2 separate regions of the Gasterosteus aculeatus genome follow, and region 2 is linked to region 1. The links are chromatin contacts, called in public Hi-C maps. All regions are on one chromosome and are shown on one strand. Each heading gives the region's core, a stretch centred on a gene start, on an enhancer-like site or on the middle of the called end of the contact. The rest is flanking DNA. Distances are from core to core; before and after follow the strand shown.

The links. Hi-C and Micro-C count contacts between places; a contact is called where the count stands out from the background.
Region 2: a contact with region 1 is called in a Hi-C map of skeletal muscle, with 12 times the contacts expected there. The contact joins the promoter of LOC120822229 here to the promoter of ovca2 in region 1. A contact is called at or near these places in 4 of 6 Hi-C or Micro-C datasets (skeletal muscle, tail fin and whole body).

Annotation. Positions count from the first base shown.
Region 1 is chr7:23,048,651-23,055,423 of fGasAcu3.hap1.1, reverse strand. ovca2 (OVCA2 serine hydrolase domain containing) reads left to right here and starts at 4,090. Exons shown (of 2, transcript XM_040182656.2): 1 at 4,090-4,991; 2 at 5,449-6,254. The coding sequence starts at 4,838. The coding sequence ends at 5,948.
Region 2 is chr7:23,188,914-23,195,686 of fGasAcu3.hap1.1, reverse strand. LOC120822229 (replication protein A 70 kDa DNA-binding subunit) reads left to right here and starts at 2,691. Exons shown (of 16, transcript XM_078106542.1): 1 at 2,691-2,828; 2 at 3,166-3,216; 3 at 3,424-3,502; 4 at 3,685-3,793; 5 at 4,814-4,905; 6 at 4,987-5,073. The coding sequence starts at 2,796. It overlaps smyd4 (SET and MYND domain containing 4), which reads right to left and starts at 2,690. Exons shown (of 10, transcript XM_040181724.2): 1 at 2,266-2,690; 2 at 1,912-2,056; 3 at 1,638-1,727; 4 at 127-1,132; 5 at 1-41. The coding sequence starts at 2,399.

The DNA.
Region 1 (6,773 bases), core at 2,841-5,340:
TTGCAAAAATGCTGGGATAAGGAGATGTTTTCCTTCCTACACGTGAGACGGAATTATTTAAGGCTAAAGAATGTTTTCCCTTCGCTCAGTCACCAAAAGGATACGTTTGCATACTTTTGGGTCTGTAATAGAAATACTTATATGCCCATGTGTATACAGTTTCCGTGCTGCACAGACCTCCAAAAAACATTAGGCGTGTGAAAAAAGACCTGTGTATGTAAAAGCTCATTATCACTATGACTTTTTCCAAAGACTGACTAGGCGCTGTTAAGTGAAACAAACTCCTCTTTTTCCCATTGACATGCAGTAAAAGTACATTAAAAATTGTACTAAACGGTACTTTTGTATAATGCACTCAACCACTTAAATTTTGAAAAATTAACATGAACTGTCTGATATTGCCGAATGCATTTAACATTTGATTTCTACATCCATTCATCAAAACTGAAATGAAAAACTGTCCAAAGATTTGACAGAAATGTCTACACTAGCTGGAATTGTTTGCACAGTTACAGTGTGAGGATGTACAATGTGCATGATCTATAAGGTACTTCAAATCAGCCGTAAATCAAACCCCACTCAGCAGGTGCACATTAATCATCAAATGCCACTTAGTTGCAGGAGAGTTTTCCTGCTGCTTGCTTCCCCTGTTACTTGTAAATGAATGAGTGAGATGAAAAGTGCATCATTCCTGCTAGTTGAGTCATAGACTACGGTTCATCCCAAACACTGACCGCTGAGGTAACAAGGAGTCCCTCCTGTATCTTTCAGTCAAACTGCGTTGCACTAAATGCTTTGAATAAATTCCGGCTCTTAGATTTCATGGGAAATACCAAAAATAAATAGTCAGTGAGTCAAATGGTTAAAGGATTATTCCAGTGATTTCATAAAAGGGGACTACAGATTAGCTTCAGTCTGTCTGTCTCCCTCTCTCACACAGATGATCTCACTAATGGATTATGATTAGCCTAGTGGGGCACAGCAGTAATATTAACCATAAAACATTAGTGTCACACAGATAAACAGGATAGGAGGGCACAACAAAATAAGGACAACTATGTTTCACATTTCCATGCACATTACATTTCCGCTGCCTCACCTGTGACCAACCACGTGTTGATATTTGTCACCTGTCAAACCAAGCAACAAAGCTGCCTTCTGCACCAGACTTGTTTTGATAAGACTCGTAGTGGTATCTCTCCAAACATAACTTAAAAAATAAAACAATTCCTAAAAGCATAAAGGTGAGTTTCATTTCATCCATCTGCTTTTCTCCAGGGGGCATTCACACGACGTATGGCCCACATCAGCAGCTCCATGGAGGATCCGGAGCAGACAGGACATTCGTCATACTCCTCTCTGTCCTCCTTTATGTGCAAACACAATGCACAGATCACGAGGCAGAATGTCAGGGTCTCTATTAATGTCATTGTAGAGGAGAGAAGCAAAGATCTTCCACTGGAAGACAAAACCTGCAGGCTTTTCTGACCCTCATGACCCAACGGCCCCACCACTCATTCGGTTCTTGGCTCTGCCTGGGAAGCTTAACCCGTGTGTCCTCCATAATCATCCGGACTGTATCCTGCAGTACATCAGCAGCTGACTTCATAGTGATAATGAATATAGGATTTTTCTTAGATTGTTTAATTCTCCATTTCAGTGCACAGGGTTTTCTGAATTTCCCAAATACTTTATTATAATTATTATGCACGACTACCCCCCCAATCATTATTCTGTGTAATTGCTTGCTGTGGATTGGTCTTCTTGTGTTCAAACACACACCGGTAGGTTTGGCTTGCTGGTAATATTTGGCGGCCAGTCAGGTTTGAGGTTTGATTCAATCATACAACCTGAAGTCACAGTGCACCACTGCCCCCCTGTGGGCTACAAGAGGGGCGACCTGATTTGACCCCACAACCGTAAGTGGTCACTTTTTAAAGTTTTCTTTGTGAAAAGAGATTTGCCACGCTGTCTACCTTTGCCTGTGGCCATTCTACAGTCATTAACACAATTGACAGTTTTCCACAGGACTGCCTGTCTGCCTCGCTGACAACAGAAAGTGATTTATATATTTCGATTGTTTGAATCACTGCTTAACTTCTCAAATATTCTGATCCAAATTTGATTGGACATATATTTAGATATTTAAAGGGTTCTTTGATCATATGCAGGGCTCATTATCGACCTGTTGACTTCCGGTGGCAGATGTATGTCAGACAATATTTCGCGGACCGGTCGAGATGGTCCGACGGGGGGGTGTAGTAGTCGCGCGCTCTGTGTTCGCTGGTCGGCGAAACTGCCGAGCACGGTAAAAGGACAAGAAAAACGCCTGGTGACGCGTGGGGAATATGTCAGAGGGACGAGCGTACATAATTAGGAGAAAATCCGGGCAATTTTCAAAATAAAAGATTTGTCATAAAAAATAAATATATAAGCTTTCTGTGGTGCGGCCCGGTGGTTGGGGACCACTGATTTAAGTGATGTATGTATCTTCATGTAACTAATAATGTAGATTATGTTATGTATTATACTTTAGGGGTTATACATTATATCATGTTGCAATTAAGATAATTAATACAGAAGTTTATGGTGAAAGTCTAGTTTAACATGTTGTTATTTATATGTAAGGATGTGATGGTGCAAGTTCTTTATTGTTATATTGTCACATTTTAAGATCCACGTGAGTTTTGTGGAGCCTGGACAGCCAAGGAGAAATTATGTTGCAACCAATAATAGAAAGAATGAAAAATACAAAACAAGGAAGCAGTTTGTCTCCACCAGCAAAGGTCTCTCTCTCTCTCTCTCTCTCTCTCTCTCTCTCTCTCTCTCTCTCTCTCTCTCTCTCTCTCTCTCTCTCTCTCTCTCTCTCTCTCTCTCTCTCTCTCTCTCTCTCTCGCTCTCTCGCTCTCTCTCTCTCTCTCTCCGCCTCCCTGGGGGAAGGACACATGGCTCCTCACCAGTGCAGGAGAACATCAACAGGAGCCTTATCTCTTGGGTGTTTTGACACTTTCCCTAATTAGCATGTGCGCCACAGCAAAGCAACACGTGCGCTCCTTCGGCTACAAAAGACCTAATTGAGGGAGCCTGTATGAGAGACCTCTCCAAAAACATCATCAAAGTAAGCTGGCGCTCGTCGTCAAAGAGCCTGACAAAGAAGCAATGGAAACCGTGTCCCTGAATTAGAAGCTTGCCACCCCTCCAGGCCAAACATATGAAACTGTAGCAATCCTCTCAGCTTTAATATCATATCCCAGCTGGGTAAACCCTGACCCTGCAGCGCTTTCACACAAATGCTCACAAAATGTCTCGGTAAACAAAGAAGGTGTGCCCCAGAGCTACATATATTATTTGTTTTTGTGTCGGTGAAAAAGCAAAGTAGGCCGTTTTAAAGATTAGTCGACGCTTTTAAATGTCAGGAATCCTTGGAAAACACGGGCAACGCGTGATACATCATCGCCGGCCGAACCTAATTAAACTTTCATCCATTCCTTTTTTTAATCGTTGTCACTGCTTTGGGCCATCCACAAAACCTTAGGAGGACCGGCTAAATGCCAACTCCTGCATACAATTTTGAAGTGACATAATGATGTGTGGGATATTGCCTTTCTATTTTTGTCAAAAGGGAATCTGGATCATGTCTGTCTTTTTTCACAGAGTCCTTTGGGAGAGCTGCCACTGAAGCAGAAAAGGAGTCTGGTAAGTGAACTCTTGGAGCTCGGTATTAGCATTTCACTTTTATCTGCGTTGGAAAGAAAGTTCCTTGTGAGTTTTTTTCTTTTCTTTTGTGTTGTTGCAGCTAATGGAAATTTCAATAGCTGCTCTATATCACCTGGCTCGCCTGAAATATCACATCAAGAGACATTCTCATCTGAGTCTTTAGAAGTGAGCCTCTCACCAGTTAACAATGAGTCAAACTTTATCATACAAAAGCAAAAATGCTAATGGTTAAACTTCTGTCCAAATAATTCTGACAAAAAACAGAAATACATATGTATGTATGTATGTATGTACGTATATAGACACAAAGACATATTTTATTTCTTTTCAACTCTTTAATTGACAAATCTTTGTCCTGATATTATAAAATAGGATGCGAATGTAATATAATAACATATAATTTCCTGCGAAAACATCATGTCATCAAAACTCTTCCATTCATTAAGTCAACACAAGATTAAAGTCATTTAGCTGCATGATCGCTGCATCATAAGGATCAGCCATATGTTTATCAATCTGTTAATCCGAGCTGCTCCGGCGGGAAAAGCAGAGCAGGCAAACTGTGACGTACAGGAAAAAAAGTTTGATTTGAAAGGCTGTCAAAACTTGTGACACTTTGAGCCACTACGGTCACGGAGTGTGCGTGATGAGAAACAGACTGAGGGCTGTTTGGGCACATGTCAGGGTCAAGCATGCAGGTTGTCTTCTTCAGGAACATGGGTCAACAGTACTGACTATAAAATAAAATAAGTACTTTCAATTTTCAAGGTAATTGGCTATATATTCATCTCTCACTGTATTATTTGTGTCATACAGTGGGGATGAGATGCAACATTTCAGTCACCTTAGAAACTAGGGTTTTACTTTGAAATTTATATAGGGAAGTACTTTTTATTTATTTCCGGCTGACTTTACGAGTTGAACTTGCGCCATTCTATAGCTGCACAACTCTTCGTCTCTGTAATTCCCAACGGCCAATGAAAGCGGTTTGTTTTTATCCCAACGAGTTGTTGTTCGTATGTCCCGCTATTAAAGTTAATATTATCTGAACTGTGATTAAAACGTCCTCCCCTGGCTTAACCAGTTAGCTTACGTTCGCTAACATTAAGCTAACTCCTCCATGGCACCTCTCCGTGTCCTGTGCGTCCACGGTTACCGTCAGAACGGCGGCTCTTTCCGGGAGAAGACGGGAGCTCTGCGGAAGCTGTTGAAGAAACACGCGGAGCTCGTTTACCTGAGCGCGCCGCACTGTGTGCAGGAAGCCGGGGGGGAAGGTGAGTCGTTCTCCGCTGCTGCCTTCAACCAAAGCCGCCTGCTGGTGCAGGTTCGACACGGCTAACGTTAGTTGACCTGTCAGTGAAAGGTCGCTTTCCCTTTAAGGATTGCCGCGTACGGCGTTACTAAATACTTTCTATGAATTAATGAATTAATAATAATGAAATGGGATTAAGTTAATTTAAGTCGTTCCTAATATGTGTAGTGTTAACAGCATTAATAAACCAATTTATCTGAAAATCACATCTTCTTCTGTGCAAACAATTTAACAAATATCAACTGCATTTTATTGAATCATGCATGTTGTAATTTCTACTAAAATACGAAGAATAACTACAGATTATAAAAAAAATGTAAGGAGTAACTTTCAGAGAATAAAAATGCTTCGGTCCCCCCTTTCAATTGTGGAACATGTAAAGTCAGTAGGATAACCGCCGTCTTATTCTGTCCTGTCAGAAGCTCCAGAGAAAGAGAACGGCAACGTGGACCCGAAGGGTTGGTGGTTTTCTGATGTCCAGGCCCGGAGTTTCAGCGCTCTGCAGCAGTGTGAGGAAAGCCTGGGGCTCGATGAGAGCGTGAAGGCCGTGCGGGAAGCTGTGCGGATCCAAGGTCCATTCGATGGCATCCTGGGCTTCAGTCAGGGAGCAGCTTTTGTAGCCATGTTGTGCTTCCTTCAGGAGCAAAAACTGGAGCCGGAATTCAGCTTCCGCTTCGCCATCTTCGTCGCCGGTTTCCGCAGCGCGTGTGAGGAGCACAAACGATTCTATAACTCTCCACTTGAGATCCCCTCCCTGCATGTGTTTGGACTGGAAGACCGAGTTATCCCCGACAGCATGAGCAGGGAGCTCCTCCTCTCCTTCCAAGACCCGCAGGTTTTGACACATCCTGGTGGCCATTTCGTCCCTGCCGCATCAGCTCACAGACAAACCTACCAGGACTTTCTCAACAGGTTCTAGTGAGATACGAAAGTTTCAAAAACTCGGTCACGTGCTAAATAAGTGAAGAGCCGTGATGCCTACTCAAGCACTTGGATGAGACAAAAGAATGTTGACTATTAACCAAACAATCTCATGATGCTATACTTGATTACTCAGAAGCCCTTTGGCCATAAATGCCGAGTTCATGTCTGAGTAATGCCCTCTGTTCCCGCCAAAGCCATTTTTTTCTTCATCTGATCTTATTTATCCCAAACCGTGAAATGACTGCTGTCCTTCTCAGGGAAGATGCCTTACAACAGACAATAAAATTAAGTGATGATTGTTTATTGAATGTGTTCTGGTTTCTTTTGTGAGCTTTGTAAAGTCTTTGCCTTAAGACAGAGACAGGTCTGGTCAGCGCAGTGCAATCAGGGAATTTCATTTTTTGTTTTGACTCTTAATGTATTTGAAATCATTTTAATTATTGTATAGGAACCAATGTAAATGTATTTTGTTTTGCTTGCATGACTCTTAACTCATACAAGCAATGCCACATCATCAGAGGACTGCCTTTGGGAAGTTGCCACATTTATCCATCACGATTATGGAAAGTTATTACAAGAATTTTCTATCAGAGCCGCAATGGAAACCTTGATTTAATTAGTCTGAAAAATAGTTTGCATAACATTGTCTTGCAGGGTTGTGGCAGCTATGTAACAACAGAACGTCACACGGTATCAAATAGGTACTTAACATGTCTTTGACTCTGAGTTTATACAAAGGAAAACTATCAATTTGCAGTCCTCTTTGCACATTGTCATGTGGTTACTGAGTGATTTCTTTTCCCCAGGTGGAAGTTACATA
Region 2 (6,773 bases), core at 1,442-3,941, 140 kb before region 1:
GCGGATTTCGCTGCTGGACTGAACTGGTGAGTTTGCTGCTCCTGGACGGTGGAGGAATAAGAAAGTAAATAGGTCATTGTGCAACTCAAGAACATGCAGGAAAGATTCACTTGTGAATTTCTCAACCTGTGTCTTGCAGCGTGAGGATGGCCTGGGCGTTACATCTCAGCTGCAGGACGTGCCTCAGAACTGCACTTCCCAGCAGCCACATGTTCGCGCTCCAATCCGCGGCGCTTCCCTCCTTCTCTGGTGATTGGCTGTCCGCCCCCAAGAGTCTACCGAGGTCCCGGGAGGGGGGCGGGGGTCCTGCTTTACTTATCTTTAGTAAAAGTGTTGCTATGGTAACCGCACAGAGGAAACGCACTTCGGGGCCATGGAGATTCAGGTGGTGCTGCAGGTGGAACACGCTCGGGTAAGAGTCCCCGTGGTATGAGGTGCAGGGATCGGGTTGATTCGAGAGGCGCGGGTCGGAACCACTGGACTCTCCGTTCGGAGAGCTCTGCGACCTTTTGTGCTCGTCTCCGGTTGAAACCCGAGCAATTTTGATGTTTTTTAACCCCGCCTTCAGAGCCACCCTCAGAGCGAGCTGTGACATCACACCCATCGCCTTCAGATCCGCTGCCAGCGGACATTCCCAGCGGTGGTGCTCCTCCCAGGCGTCTCGCTGGCAGGGAATGGAACAGTACCGGCTGTAGCTGCACATCTCACACGGCACGAGACACAGCGTTTCAGTCAAACACCTGTGACAGCGCCTGTGCTCCATTCCAAACAACACCGCCGCCTCCGCGTGCCGCCTTCCTCCGCCCTTCCCTTTCGCTTCCTCCATTCCTGGTATGAGGACACAGCTGTACGGCCTGTCATGCAGGAGCACTTCCCCAGCTGCTACACCCTCTGCAGCCACGAGGTGTCGACCTTTCTCCGAAGTGAAGCCAACAGCAGCTCGAGGACGAATCCCAAATTCCACTCCGTCTAGAGGTTTGGGACTCTTTGAGGCAGGACGGCGATGATCCTTTTTTGCCCGTTCACCTCCAGAGAGGTGCTTGAGGCATGACGTGCGACGGTCCTCTAGTTTGTGTAAAAGATGAGAGGGGTAGCTGTTCTTTACGGCACGGTCAATGTCATCAAGGGATTCCTGGGAGAAAAAAAAACAGACATACTGGAATGTGAGTGACTACAAAATCTAAGACAACTGACAATTTGATTTGATTCAAACTTACTCAGCATGTTCGTTTTTAAACCAATCAAAAGTCAAACCATCTATTAGATTAGGGTAGAGTGTTATCTGTAAACACTCCAGGCACTTTTATGTGCTGTTGCTACTACTTCTATGGGGCTAAATCGCTTAACAGATAAAAAGACAAAAGAGATTAATTGGTGAAATCAAGTTGTGGCTGAAAGGATTCATTTAAATGAGGTATTATAGATGATATTTCATGGGTTTCCGGAAAAGGGTGATGCTGTGAAAATCAGCTAAACTATTGCGAGTCATCATCTATGTACTGTGGGCCAAGAGCTGCTTCCTGACACACGCTGTTTGCAGACAGACTGGGTCTGTCCTGCAAATATATATCAAATTTAAATAAGAAGCGGGTTTTAATGCCACCAATAGTACAACACATTGTGTAGCTGTGAGGAACCTGGTGGTGCTGAAGATGGTGGAGCGCAGCAGAGCGGTTGGCGTAGCACAGGGACAGCTGATCCGAACCTTGAGGAGCGAAACAAATGCCCTGTCATGACAGGACACAGAGAAGATGGATATTAGTGCATAGTACTCCAAATTGCATCAACGTTATATTATAATTACAGTTAACGCGATTAAAGACTGGCCTCTGCCATGATCCAGTGCTTCACTGAAGTTTAAGTTGCATGTGGGGCAACATAATAATAATAATAATAATATGTTCATTTGACCTGTGAATAGTGCAGAGCGGCTGCAGCGTAGTCTCTGCTCTTGAAGCTGGAGTTGCCCCTCTCTCTGCATTTGGCTGCCAGCTCTGCGTCCTTTTGTGCGCAGTATCCCAAAGAAATCGACTCCAAGAAGCCCAGATCATCTTGACTATGAAACGGAAATGGAGAAGTGTTAAAAAAAACCTTCTGCTAGCAGCAGGGTAGCTAGGTTTAATGTGCGTCTGTTTATTACTAGACGAGTTGTGCAAACCATCGCTCATATTGGCCATGTTATTGTCGGCAAAGGCTGTAAAGTTATTTAGAAAAAAGGGCCCTTGTTTCTCAGATTGTTCAGAAAAGCTAACGTTAGCTACTCACGTTGTCAGAGTAAGAGCACATTTGAAAAGATCATCAATTTCAGGCTGGGATGTTAACGTGTCCTTCAGCTGGGGGTCGAGTCCGATCCATTTCTGGGCCACATGATCTTGCCACTGAACGCAAGGAAAATCCATCACGTTCTCCGCGATCTACAAGTAAACCACGCGGGACGGATCCACGGTTAGTTTCCGTTGCACGGCCAAGGAGCACGCGGTCAAGTTAGCGTGAATGAAAAGCGAGTTTGACACCACAACCTTCAGAATATACCCCGAGTGTTTTATAAAAATACATTTGTAGCCTCGAGTGGAGTTAAGTTACTTTTCCAATTTTTCATCGAGAAGCCATCGTGACTACCATGCTTATTTACACATTTATTTTGAAGGCATGAATGTTTCATATCCGGTTTGGAAGCGATTCCCGTAAATAACGTTTTATTTCGCTTTTCTCGCGATACGTTGCACACGTTCAGTTCGACTAAACATAAATAAAGCTACAGTCTGCTCGCTTTGAGAACTACAGTACCGGGAGACATGAGTGTTGAACTCACAAAGGGAGCAGTTGAAGTAAGCGTAACAACACATACAACTGAATATAAACCGTGCGTCTTTCTCTACCTGAGATACCAGCTTCTAGTACTTAGCAACGCAGCTCTGCTATCTGCCGATTACAGCTGTTAGCCACGCGAGCTAACGAGATCATTCACGGCTGAATCGGCACTAGCGCTGCCTTTAACCGACCAGACTGCCACGTTTCTGTGTTAGCGAGGTGAAATAAATGCAGGTTGCGCTGAAACCATGTAATTAGTGGCTTGTTAGTAGCATGTTATGCCATTGTGATGGGACAGAATGTGGCCAGGCAGCAGACGCTAATGCGTGTGCGTGTGTGTGTGTCGTTGTGTAGGCACTGATCAACAGCCCGCAAGCGGACAGTGACATCATTCTGCAGTTGCTGGTAAGTCGATTTTAAAAGTCCACTTGAAAAAAAGAAAGTTAGTGAAGATTACCCTTTATTTTGCTAATATTACTGTGATGTATGTGTTACGTACACAGTATATTATAATTCACTATTGCATGAATGAATTGTCCAATGAAGAATATCAGGCATAATTGTCCTGGGTTTTTGGCTTATAGAATCCTTCCTTCCCTCTGTGTTGGTCAGAATATCCGTCAGCTTTCAAACAGTTCTGGTCCGTCCCGGTTCCGGCTCTTAATGAGTGATGGCCAGCACTCTTCGCCTTGTGAGTATTTTGCTGTAGCTGATAAAATGTCGGCCTTTTGTTTGGCCAGTAATGCCATCATTTATAAAGAACAAAAGTAGTGCTAAGCAAACTTGCTCCTCGTAAATGAATCAAGTACCAATAAAGGACAAGATGATCCTTTTCCACTGTGCATGAAGACGTTTGTATGTGTTTGTATGTAGCCTTCCTGTTGGCTACACAAATGAACCATCTGCACGAAGAGAACCTCCTGCAACCTAATTGTGTGTGTGTGGTGAAGAAGACCATCAACAACACGTTAGCAGATGGCAGGTATGTGTTTTCATTTGCATGTCCTTACTTCACGCTACCTTCCCCTTAACGCCGACAAAACTGAGATCATTGTATTTGGTGCTAAAAAAGAAAGGTTTAAAGTAACCCAACACCTTCACTCTCTGTCCCTGAAAACATCAAATAAAGCCAGAAATCTGGGGGTTATTATGGATTCAGATTTACACTTGGACAGACAAATCAGTAACAAAATCGGCCTACTACCACCTCAAAAATGTCGCACGACTTAAAGGGCTAATGTCAGCTCAAGACTTAGAAACACTTGTACATGTCTTTATAACTAGTAGGCAAGACTATTGTAATGGTCTCCTGGCAGGTCTTCCAAAAAAAACTGTCAGGCAGCTCCAGCTTGTTCAGAACGCTGCTGCTAGAGTTCTAACAAAGACCAAAAAATGTGAGCACATTACACCAATTCTTAAATCCTTACATTGGCTCCCAGTATGTCAGAGAATTAATTTCAAAATCCTACTGCTCACATATAAATCACTACATGGTTTAGGGCCAAACTATATCACTGATATGCTTCCACTACATAAGCCTTCAAGATCACTTAGATCTTCTGACACCAATCTGTTAGTGAATCCCATTAAATACAAATCATGGGAAAGCATCATTTAGTTACTACGCAACAAACAGCTGGAATAAACTTCCTGAAGATTTAAGACTTGCCCCAACTCTGACCACGTTTAAAACAAGACTGAAAACTTTTATGTTCAGCTTCGCCTTCTGCTAAATTTGACCTACATTGCACTTTTAACCTCTGCCTTTAATTAAACCATTTAAATAAGATTTTAATTTATAATTTTATTTGCTGTTTTTAATTGTCTTTTAATTCCTGCATTTTATTTTACTTCACTTCACTATTGTATGAAATGTTATGATGTGAAGCACTTTGAGTCTGCCTTGTGTATGAAAAGCGCTATACAAATAAAATTGCCTTGCCTTGCCTTGCCTAACTGTTGCATCTAATCCTCTTTTGGCATGTTTGTAACTTTCTACCAGGCGTGTGGTGGTTGTGCTGGATATGGAGATCCTGCAATCAGCCGAGGAAACTGGAGGGAGGATTGGGAATCCAACTTCATATGATACAACAGGTATTAGTGTTTTTAAAATGTAGTTGGGAACGGTGATAAGGAGCTTTTGCAGTTCTCTCATGGTGGTTGTTCAACTTGCAGGTAAGAAAGGCTCTCCGCAGAAGCCCAGCTCACGTCCTTCTGTGCCGACATCCCCTTCGCCGGCAGCAGTACCCAGATCCTCCACCAGTGAGTAACACGTCGAAGATTTTGTATGCTGTTACGTGCTTATGTTTAGTAATAATAACAATAACGGTGCTGCTACATCTCTGATACATTGATCCCATTGTAGTCAGCCAGAAAAATCCAATAAACTCTGAAAGGAATATCTAACAAATGTTAGCTTTCAGCACAATCATATTTTGGAAGATCTGGTGGTACATTTTGAGTATATTCTAGTTTTTCCTGACTGGAGCAGTAGAATAAGTGAGCCTCAACTTGTCGGTCTGGTTTTCCCCCAACTTTTTATACCGCAAGCAAATTCAATGGAGGTGACTTGTGTCTCTCAAGCACAGACTCACTGATTACTGCACTGACATTCTAGCTATAGCAAGAATATACAACCGCTAAACCAGTGCCCTCCGTGTACAAGAGAGTACTATGAGGCTGATGTAAAGTAGTACACAAAGAGAAAATCATTTTTAATCACAGGAAAACAATGGACACAGAGGCCCTCAGGCTATTATGTCATATAGATTTATAGTGCTCATTTACTGTGCCGATTAAAGCAATTAAATACGTCACTAAAACAAACAAGTTCAGAGTTCTTAGCAAAGTTAGATGTACTGAACTCAAGCCAACGACAGTTACAGTTGACTTGACATCACAACATTAAGTCTGAACTGAAGTCATGTGGAAGGAACTCCTAATGTCGTGCTTTATAGAAGACCAATCCTTAATAATGACTAATAATATGAAGTCGCAAAAAACATTAGGATGCTTAAATTGAACACAATTTGGACGGATATATTGGACGTATGACGGTTAGATGAGTTATGTCTTTTGCAGTTGACCTCTGCTTCCCAGAGTTCATCCTTCTCTCACATAGCAACATATTATATTTAGATTGTTTACACTGTTCATTAACCGTTTTTAAACACTAGTCAGAATTCAAAGATAGTTTCACAATAACAGGACATTTAGGAGCTTGTTAGATAGTTTTGGCCCATTTATTTGAGAAAAGCTAAATAAAAAAGAGGTCTTATGTAACCAGCAGAGGGAGCCATCCACCTTTTTTTTTTAAAGACAAGTATGCTCATTAATGAGTTGCAATTATTATTTTTTTTCCTCAATACTGTTCTACAGCCATCATTTTGGGCCAATTGTTTTGGTCCAATTTTCACTCTCATTCACGGTACCACATTTTAACCAGCACTGTGGACTTCTTTTTCATTCCTTTTGATATTCATAGCTCTTCAGTTATGCGAGGATGTAGTCTGAGTGAGTTCAGAACTATATTTAATGGCAAATGAATGTAAGAACGCAGTTCCTTCAGCTGAAACCTGCTTTTTTTTTTTTTCTTATGACAATGTGCACTTTAATCAAACTTACTGCCACGCTGTCAGTGCAGGAAACGATGCTGCCCACCGGCCACTGCGGCTACTAGACTCCATAACTCTCACCTTTCACTGTTTTACCACTAGCCATTTTTTATAACCGAGTAGGACATTCAAATAATGTGTGTCTTTCTGCCAAAATGTCTTGTGCCATGAATCATGCCTAAAGTAGCCAGTGTTTTATTGGGTCTTCTTTTATTAGCTTAGTCTTTGCTTCGTTCACTTGTTTTATACCATCGAACGCTCTTAGTATCAACATTGATTCTTGTTATGTGGCAGAAATGTACCCAGTAGTCCTCCTCAGTGGAGGATGTCGCCGTGTGGGTGGATAAT